2 separate regions of the Mus musculus genome follow, and region 1 is linked to region 2. The links are chromatin contacts, called in public promoter capture Hi-C maps. All regions are on one chromosome and are shown on one strand. Each heading gives the region's core, a stretch centred on a gene start, on an enhancer-like site or on the middle of the called end of the contact. The rest is flanking DNA. Distances are from core to core; before and after follow the strand shown.

Region 1 (3,966 bases), core at 1,007-3,506, 260 kb before region 2:
AATCTTTGCCAACTATACCTCTGATGGTTCATTAGTTTCTAGAATATACAAAGAACTCAGAAAAACTAAACACCAAGGAAACAAAGAGCCCAGTTATAAAATAGGATCTGGAACGTAAATAACAAGACACACATCCATGTTCAGTTCAGATGCATCCCCACCCCCTTTCTCCCAGCCCCACTGAAACTTTCTGCCCTCAGTAACTCCCCCATCCTGATTCATAGCTCATGAATTCTGGGTTCTTTTCTCCATTTCTTTCCTTAAATCCTCTTGTGATAGCACATGCCAGTAGGCAAATGTTGAAGAGGACAAGGAAAGAAGATCATGAGTTTAAGGCCAGCTTGGTTTACACACACACACACACACACACACACACACACACACACACACACACACACACATACACACACAGAGAGAGATAGAGAGAGAGAGACAGAGACAGAGACAGAGACACAGAGAGAGATAGAGAGAGACAGAGAGAGAGAATATGTCTCTCTCCTGGTGTGACTTTGTGAAAAAAGAAATAGCAATAGTGTCTGCCTCAGAGGGTTCGTGTGAGGACTTTGCTCTCTCTTTTGTAGCACTAGAAATTGAACCAAGCTTATTCTAATACTGGTTATCCACAGCTCAGATGTGAGGTTTACATGAAACCATTCAGGTAAGAACTTTCAAAGTCCTGGGAATAAATCCACTTAGTGGATACTGGCAGTCCTTACTACTGCTGCCTCCTTTGAGTCACTGCAGCTTAAGTGAAGGCATCCTTCAATACAGCAGAGAAGTAGCCGGCTCCATCCGAATGGCTTCTCCCATCTCACTCCACTTACATGGATGGCTCCAGGCTACTGATACTATCTATGCAGAGGACACACACTTGGGATGAAGAAATAGAAAACAGAGGTGAAAGTGAGTTTTGCTGACCTTAGAAAGACCTAGAAGTTTGTTCTATCCCTCAAAAATCCCAGTACAGTTTGCTTCCTTTCTTTCATCCACCTAGTGAGTAGGATCTCCTAGGCCTTCTTTGCCCATGATGTACATTTTTACTTCAATTTCACCTTGATATAAACCAAACAAGAGGGGGGATGGCTAGAGTCTGGTGGCCCTTTCCAGTCCTACCCAGGGATGGTTATCAATGTACCAACATCCCAGGCACACCTGAGTGTACACCAGTGAATCTGTACTTATGATTTGCATGCTATTTCTCCTCTCTTTCAAGGCCTACTTCAGTATTGAGTTTCCATCAAATGGAGAAAAGGGGGCTTCAAGCCCACTCCTAGTTTATTCTCCTATTAAGTTCATAATAAATTTTGTTTATTTCTTTAACTACAGTTTCTGTCAAGAAGTTCATGAAGAGATTTTTAACCAGTCCCATCCTTTAAGAGATGCCTCCTGAAAGCTAACCAGTCAACAGTATCACAAGGAGAAAACTATGGTCTGCTTCTTAAAAAAAAAAAAAGTTGCTGTTTTGTGATCCTGGGAATTGAGTTTAAGACCTGATGCCTGCTCAGCCAGAGCTCTATCCCTCTTTATGTTTTGTTTTGAGATAGAGTCCCACTAGTTTGCCTAGGCTACCTTGGAGTTCACAATTGTCCTACCTCAGCCTGCAGAGGAGTTGGGATCACAAGCCTGAGCCAGCAGCCTTGGCTGTTATCTGCACCTACACCCATGCCTCCGCCTTTATTAATAAGGAGCTAGCTAAACAAACAAGACTGCAAGAAAGCTCCAGAATTCTTGGTCTTAAAACAAAAAAAAAAATCATTACAGGGGGCTGGAGAGATGACTCAGTTGATGAGTTGATTCATATTTTTATTTTATAACCATTAATGCTGAGAACAGGACTTTGCATATATACATATTTAAATGCTAAAAATTGAAAGAAGACTGTTTCGGGCCATTTTAGAAGCTATTTGAACCACTCTTATCTATAACCATATCATGCTGATCTCAAGAGCTGTTGCAAATTCTGTCCTATCTCGAGCCCAAATTCACTTAATATGATTAGTTCATAAAACTCAAGTCTGCAATTCAAAAGCAATTAAAAGTCAAGCACTATAATACATATTAAAAAGCCTTTAATAACCACAATTAAACCATTATACTTCTACAACACCAGAAAACTTTATATATACAGTAAAAAAAAAAAAACACTGTAATTTACAGCATACCATATAGCCTTTAATCTGAGCCCAAGTGTTTCACAGTGGACTAGTTAGTATTGTCTGGTATGCACACACGCACAGTGCAAAGTGCACATGTGTGTCCAGAAAGAAATTATGCAATACAGTCACAAGACGAATGTGGGGAGGTGCTGCCACAGCCTCAGGTTGGGAGACAAATCTGAGGAACAGTTGGGGAAAGAAGAGCCTGACGCTGCCAATCTAAAAACCAGGAGGCTTGCTTGGTTCAAGCAGAAAAGTACACAGGGAAACATACTCGTGTCCTTGGTAGCTAAGGAACAGACTTTATCACCAGAGAGAAGAGTTGTAGATTTTGGCAGTCCTGAGCCTGGTGTAAGCAGATGGATCAACCTCTGGAAGCCTATAGAGTCTAAGAACCCTGAAATTCTAGCAGAATCCATGGCGTCTTCACCTGGATCCCTCATGCAGGGTGATCAGTTCTTAGGTGGTCTGGAAAGGCAAGGTAAGTGTTCCACCTGTACTGATCTCAGTACTGTCAATAAACTTGTAAACCCTTCTTCAGCTAGCAGTGGTTGCTACAACCCTTCAATACAGTTAATGCTCTGGGGACCCCCCCCCAACCACAAAATTATTTTCATTACTACTTAAATTATATAACTATAATTTTGCTACTGTTAGGAATAGTAACATAAATATCTGATATGCAGCATATTTGATATTCAACACCTGTGAAAAGGTCGTTTGACACCCCCCACCCCCGAAAGGGGGTCACAGCTCACAGATTGAGAACCACTGCTAACTGCTGGCTGATAGAACCTAAGGCATATTGTCTGGGGGAATCTGGGAGGGGTGAGCAAACCTGCCCAGCCCGAAGATTGCAAAACTGAGTGTGGCCACCAGAGGTCCCTAGTACACAAGAAAGGGAAGCTACTGAAATGGAGACATTCCAGTCATCCTAAATTTGTGCGAGCTGGGCTCAATGATTATCAGCAGCAAAAGAAAGCCAAAATTCCACAATTCTGTCTGACCTTATCCCCCATTTATATCATGCACATCAGTGTTTCATCTTTGATTTTGTTTTTTTCCCCCTTGTGTTTTTATTTTTGGCCACATTTTACCAGCTTTTTGTTTTATTTTGTTTGTTTTATTATAGTTGTAAAACATGAAAGGAGAGAATCTCTAAATACAGAGTGTGGGGAGGCCCTATTATCACAAGATTTTTTTCTGGCAAATCTAATGGAATAATAAAGAACATTTTTATCAAAATAAAAGTTGGAGGGACATCTCTAGCCCCCCTCATTTAATTCTCAAATTAAACACACACACCATAGTGAGAAATATACAGTGAATAAAATGTCCTAAATGTGAAAACTAAAACTAACAGTAAACAAATAGTTTCAAAGGCCTCCAAAAGTTCCTTATGGAACTGAATTGTGTCATCAATATTAAGAGCTCCTGATGCAATTTGTGTGGAACACTCTAGAAATTACACAAGCTGGATTAAATGTTCCAAGAGTTATAAATATATTACCAATGGCTCATTCTTTAAGTTGACCAGTGGACTATGCACTTCTAATTTCACTCTTGAAAATAAATATTAGGATGAAAATAATTCTTCCAGGTTGATTGAAGCTACAGTGTAAGTTTAATAATGTTTTTTATAATCAGATCAGATAACAAGATTTTCTCTACTTGTATTTTAAACCAACTGGTGAACAGAAATGTCTTTGTAATGCCACTATACATAATTTAATGTAATTTTAAAAGTTATGTGCGATTGTTGACTAAAACAAGCTTTGAGAGTTGTTAGGTCTTTCCTATTGGATCTGGG
Region 2 (3,717 bases), core at 1,030-3,529:
GTATAAAGGAAGATGGTAAAGGAAGATGGTAGGAACCAGTGAAAGGGAGTAATGAGGGGTAGATATGAGCAACCTATATGACAGACATGTGTAAAGAGGTGATGATGGAACTCATTATTACTATGCTATTAGTATCAAATAAAAACCTAGGGGCTGGGATTGTAGCTCCGCACTAGAGCACAGGTCTCACATGCAAGTAGTAGACATACTGGCTCAAATAAGGTAGTTCACAGAAACTTCTAAGGAAAAGGAGAATGTGCCTTGGAACCCCTATATGGAATGTGTCCATGATTTTGTATTGTTAAGTAGCTTGGAGCTAACAAGTAACAAACTCTACCCTTAGAAGGGCCTGAAACCCTCGAGGAAGCTGTAAGTGGACAGATATAGAGGTAGGAGAGGGCAAGTGACTGTGCTGGCTAGTCTTATGTCAACTTGACACAAGCTGGCGTCATCTGAGAAGGAAAGCTCAGTTGAGAAAATGCCTTCACCAGGCTGACCCTTGGGTAACCCTGTGGTGCACTTTCTTGTTTGATGATTGATATGAGTAGGCCCGGCTCATTGTGGGTGGGGCCACCACTGGGCTGGTGGGCATGCTACAAGAAAACATGCTGAGCAAGCCATTGGGAGCAAGCCAGTAAGCAGTTCTCCTCCAAAGCCTCTGCAACACCTGCCTCTAGGTTTCCTATCTGAGTTCTTGCTTACAGCTTGGACTACATGCTGTAAGATGAAATAAGCCTGGGCTGCGGAGATGGCTCAGCGGTTAAGAGCACTGACTGCTCTTCCAGAGGTCCTGAGTTCAAATCCCAGCAACCACATGGTGGCTCACAACCATCTGTAATGAGATCTGATGCCCTCTTCTGGTGTGTTGAAGACAGCTACAGTATATTTACATATCACAAGTAAACCTTAAAAAAAGAGATGAAATAAGCCCTCTCTCCTGAAGTTGTTTTGGGTCACGGTGTTTTATCACAGAAATCAAAGAAGCCCTAACTAAAACATCTACTATGTCTTAAGCATGGACAGGTACACTGGCATTTCACCTTTGGGAATTTTGAAGGTTGGACACCTATGGGTCAGATGCAGCTAAGTTTTCAACTGACGCCTTTATTTCTATAAAATAAACACTGGTTGTTTAGAAAGCAGTTTGGTGATCACATTATCTGCTTCTGTCCTGAACATGAGGGAGGATTCCTGATCTTCAGGTCGTTTGTAGCAAATATTTACTCGGCTCAGCATTAAGGGGCTCAGGGAACACAGGTCCATTGCCACTACCGTGGGAGTTCAGCAATCTAACAATCGAAGAGCACTTTACTTGGTGTCTGGAGTCAACTGCCAACTGCAATGTTAACCTTTTCAGCCTCTTATCCTTCTGGGTGTGCTCTGTATTTGGCTTCCAATTAAAATGATTTCCTCACCTTGAGTCTGTCCTTTGGACTTTCCAAGGCCAATTCCCTGAAAGATCTTTGTTAAGCTATTTGCAAACCAGTCTGGGGTATGCTGCCAGGATCGCACCCTGCTGGTAGGTACCTCAGTCTGGGGTATGCTGCCGGGATCGCATCCTGCTGGTAGGTACCTCAGTTTTCTCTGGCTCTGAAGACATTGTTCAAAGCAGTGTCAGGTCTAGGTAGTGAAGTTCACAGAACTTGACACAGAACCCCTCAGCCACCAAGATAAATGAATTTCATGTATAATGTGATGTTTTAAAAACTCAAAACCAATGCAAAAATCCTTGGATTGTTAATGTTAAGAACTTGACAGACAGGGATCCCATCCTGTACTAGTATGACCTTGGTTCATGTACCTCACTGTAATTCCAGTCCTGGTTCTACAATTAATTTTCGTTACAAAAATGGGTGAGTGAACTGCAGACCTTAAGTGTGTTTGAATGAAATCGATTAACATACCATTAGATATTTATCTCGATTCCTTAAGTTTGGGGAGGTTTTGTCTGTCTGAATCGTCTTCACCCTAGGCCTGGGTTGGTTTTTCTTGTTTTTTGTTTGTTTGTTTGTTTGTTTGTTTGTTTGTTTTGCTTGTCTTGTCGTTTGGGCACTTATCTTCACCCTTCCTCGCTATTCCCTGACACTTCTTAGGGTCCAGGTCCCCCAGTTGTAGGTACTCCTTGCAGCCTTTTCTTACTCTGGCCTGATCAGGTGCCAAGGGCAAGCGAGGCTGACAGGGCGACCTCCCAGGCTCCTCCCGCGTGTCCCGAGCCACTCAGCAGCTCTGCCATTCCGCGCGCCAGTACTGGGCGCCCGCCTTGGCCCGCCCCTTACGCCGGCAGCTCACCGCCTGGCTGCCGCTATATAAGTCGGCCATTTGCTTTGCTCCGCCCCAGAGCCCGGGAGTCAAAGCCGGTTGTCAACCCAGCCCTGTCCCGCACTCGCCTGCCTCTTCTTTTTTTGCTTTCAACATGACAGATGCCGCTGTGTCCTTCGCCAAGGACTTCTTGGCCGGTGGAGTGGCCGCAGCCATCTCCAAGACAGCGGTAGCACCCATCGAGAGGGTCAAGCTGCTGCTGCAGGTACGTTCTGAGATCGAGGGGCCCAGGCAGGAAGTAAAGGATCTGCACAGAAAGGGGGTACCCTAGCGGAAAAGTGGGGCTCAGTCTTTAGATTTGGGGGCAAGGTGAAGGCCGGGCCTAGCCAGTGTCAGATCGAAAGGCAACCGGGAGGAAGGCGCCTTTAAGGACCTGGAGTTTGAGTGTCGCAAGTGGTCGGGACCAGAGGGACCAGAGGCGCTCAGGGCCATCCCCGGCACAGAGAACTAGGATGGGGTTGCCCGAGAGGCTCTGTCTAGCCCGGATTTAGAGGCAAGGGCAATAGGCCTGAAAGCAGGCGCTGGAAAACAGAGTACCTGGCCTGACCGAAAACCTCAAGGTCACGGCAAGGAGATTACAGCTTTGGGCAGGCCACGCGGACCGGTTCTGCGGCCACGCAGCCGGCGAACAACGCGGTGTGGGCTCGCCGGCCGGCAGGCCGGAAGTGGACGCCGGGAAGAGCATGTGCCGGCTACGTCCGCCCCCGCGCAGCCCCTCGCCAGCCTTCCTGCCGCGCGCTCGCCGCGCACTGCCTCTAGGGGGCGCTCGCGGGCGAGCGTTTAGTCGTCGTCACCGCCACCCCTCCCGACAGGAGTGGGGGTGGGGCGGAAAGGGAGCAGCTCCGGAGACTAGAGAAGTTGACTGGTCACCAAGGTGACCGTGTCCTATGCAGGTCCCACCCTAATGCTTCTGAACCTGATCTGGAAGGAATGACCTTTCTTCCTGGTCTAAAGGTCATAGGTACGCTTGAGGGTGCCTCACTCACAGAAGTCGAGACTTACTACTTCTGATGGTGCTGCTCAATTCTTAAACACTTCCCCTACGCCCCCCAGTAGTGTCAGCAGTTAGAATTGTCCAGCTCATGTGATTCTGAAAGCTAGATTTGGAGAAAGGGGAACGAACCTTAACGATTTTATGTGTGTGTTCTTCCCTTTCCCCTTCTCTGTGATTATAACTGTCCCTATTGCCTTCTTCCTATCCATCAGGTGCAGCATGCCAGCAAGCAAATCACGGCAGATAAGCAATACAAGGGCATCATAGACTGCGTGGTTCGTATCCCCAAGGAACAGGGAGTCCTGTCCTTCTGGCGTGGGAACCTGGCCAATGTCATCAGATACTTCCCCACCCAGGCTCTCAACTTTGCCTTCAAAGATAAATACAAGCAGATCTTTCTGGGT

Evidence for each region. Promoter capture Hi-C pulls out the DNA fragments that hold promoters and counts their contacts.
Region 1: a promoter capture Hi-C map of liver shows a contact between it and region 2, with 2.3 times the contacts expected there. The contact joins the enhancer-like site here to the promoter of Slc25a5 in region 2. A contact is called at or near these places in 6 of 39 promoter capture datasets (the 3T3-L1 cell line, 3T3-L1-derived adipocytes, frontonasal cranial neural crest and 3 more) and 2 of 115 datasets of contacts at active chromatin or transcription factors (pro-B cells and stem cell-derived neural progenitor cells).

The regions. Positions count from the first base shown.
Region 1 is chrX:36,531,700-36,535,665 of GRCm38.p6, forward strand. No RefSeq gene overlaps it. Among named protein-coding and RNA genes, the nearest start is that of Gm14569, 41 kb to the left of the region's middle. Within about 2 kb of position 2,257, at least 3 of the 459 cell types and tissues checked have an H3K27ac peak or open chromatin away from gene starts, as enhancers often do. A contact at or near this core is called in liver, where this site is marked.
Region 2 is chrX:36,793,318-36,797,034 of GRCm38.p6, forward strand. It overlaps Slc25a5 (solute carrier family 25 (mitochondrial carrier, adenine nucleotide translocator), member 5), which reads left to right and starts at 2,280. Exons shown (of 4, transcript NM_007451.4): 1 at 2,280-2,524; 2 at 3,526-3,717. The coding sequence starts at 2,414.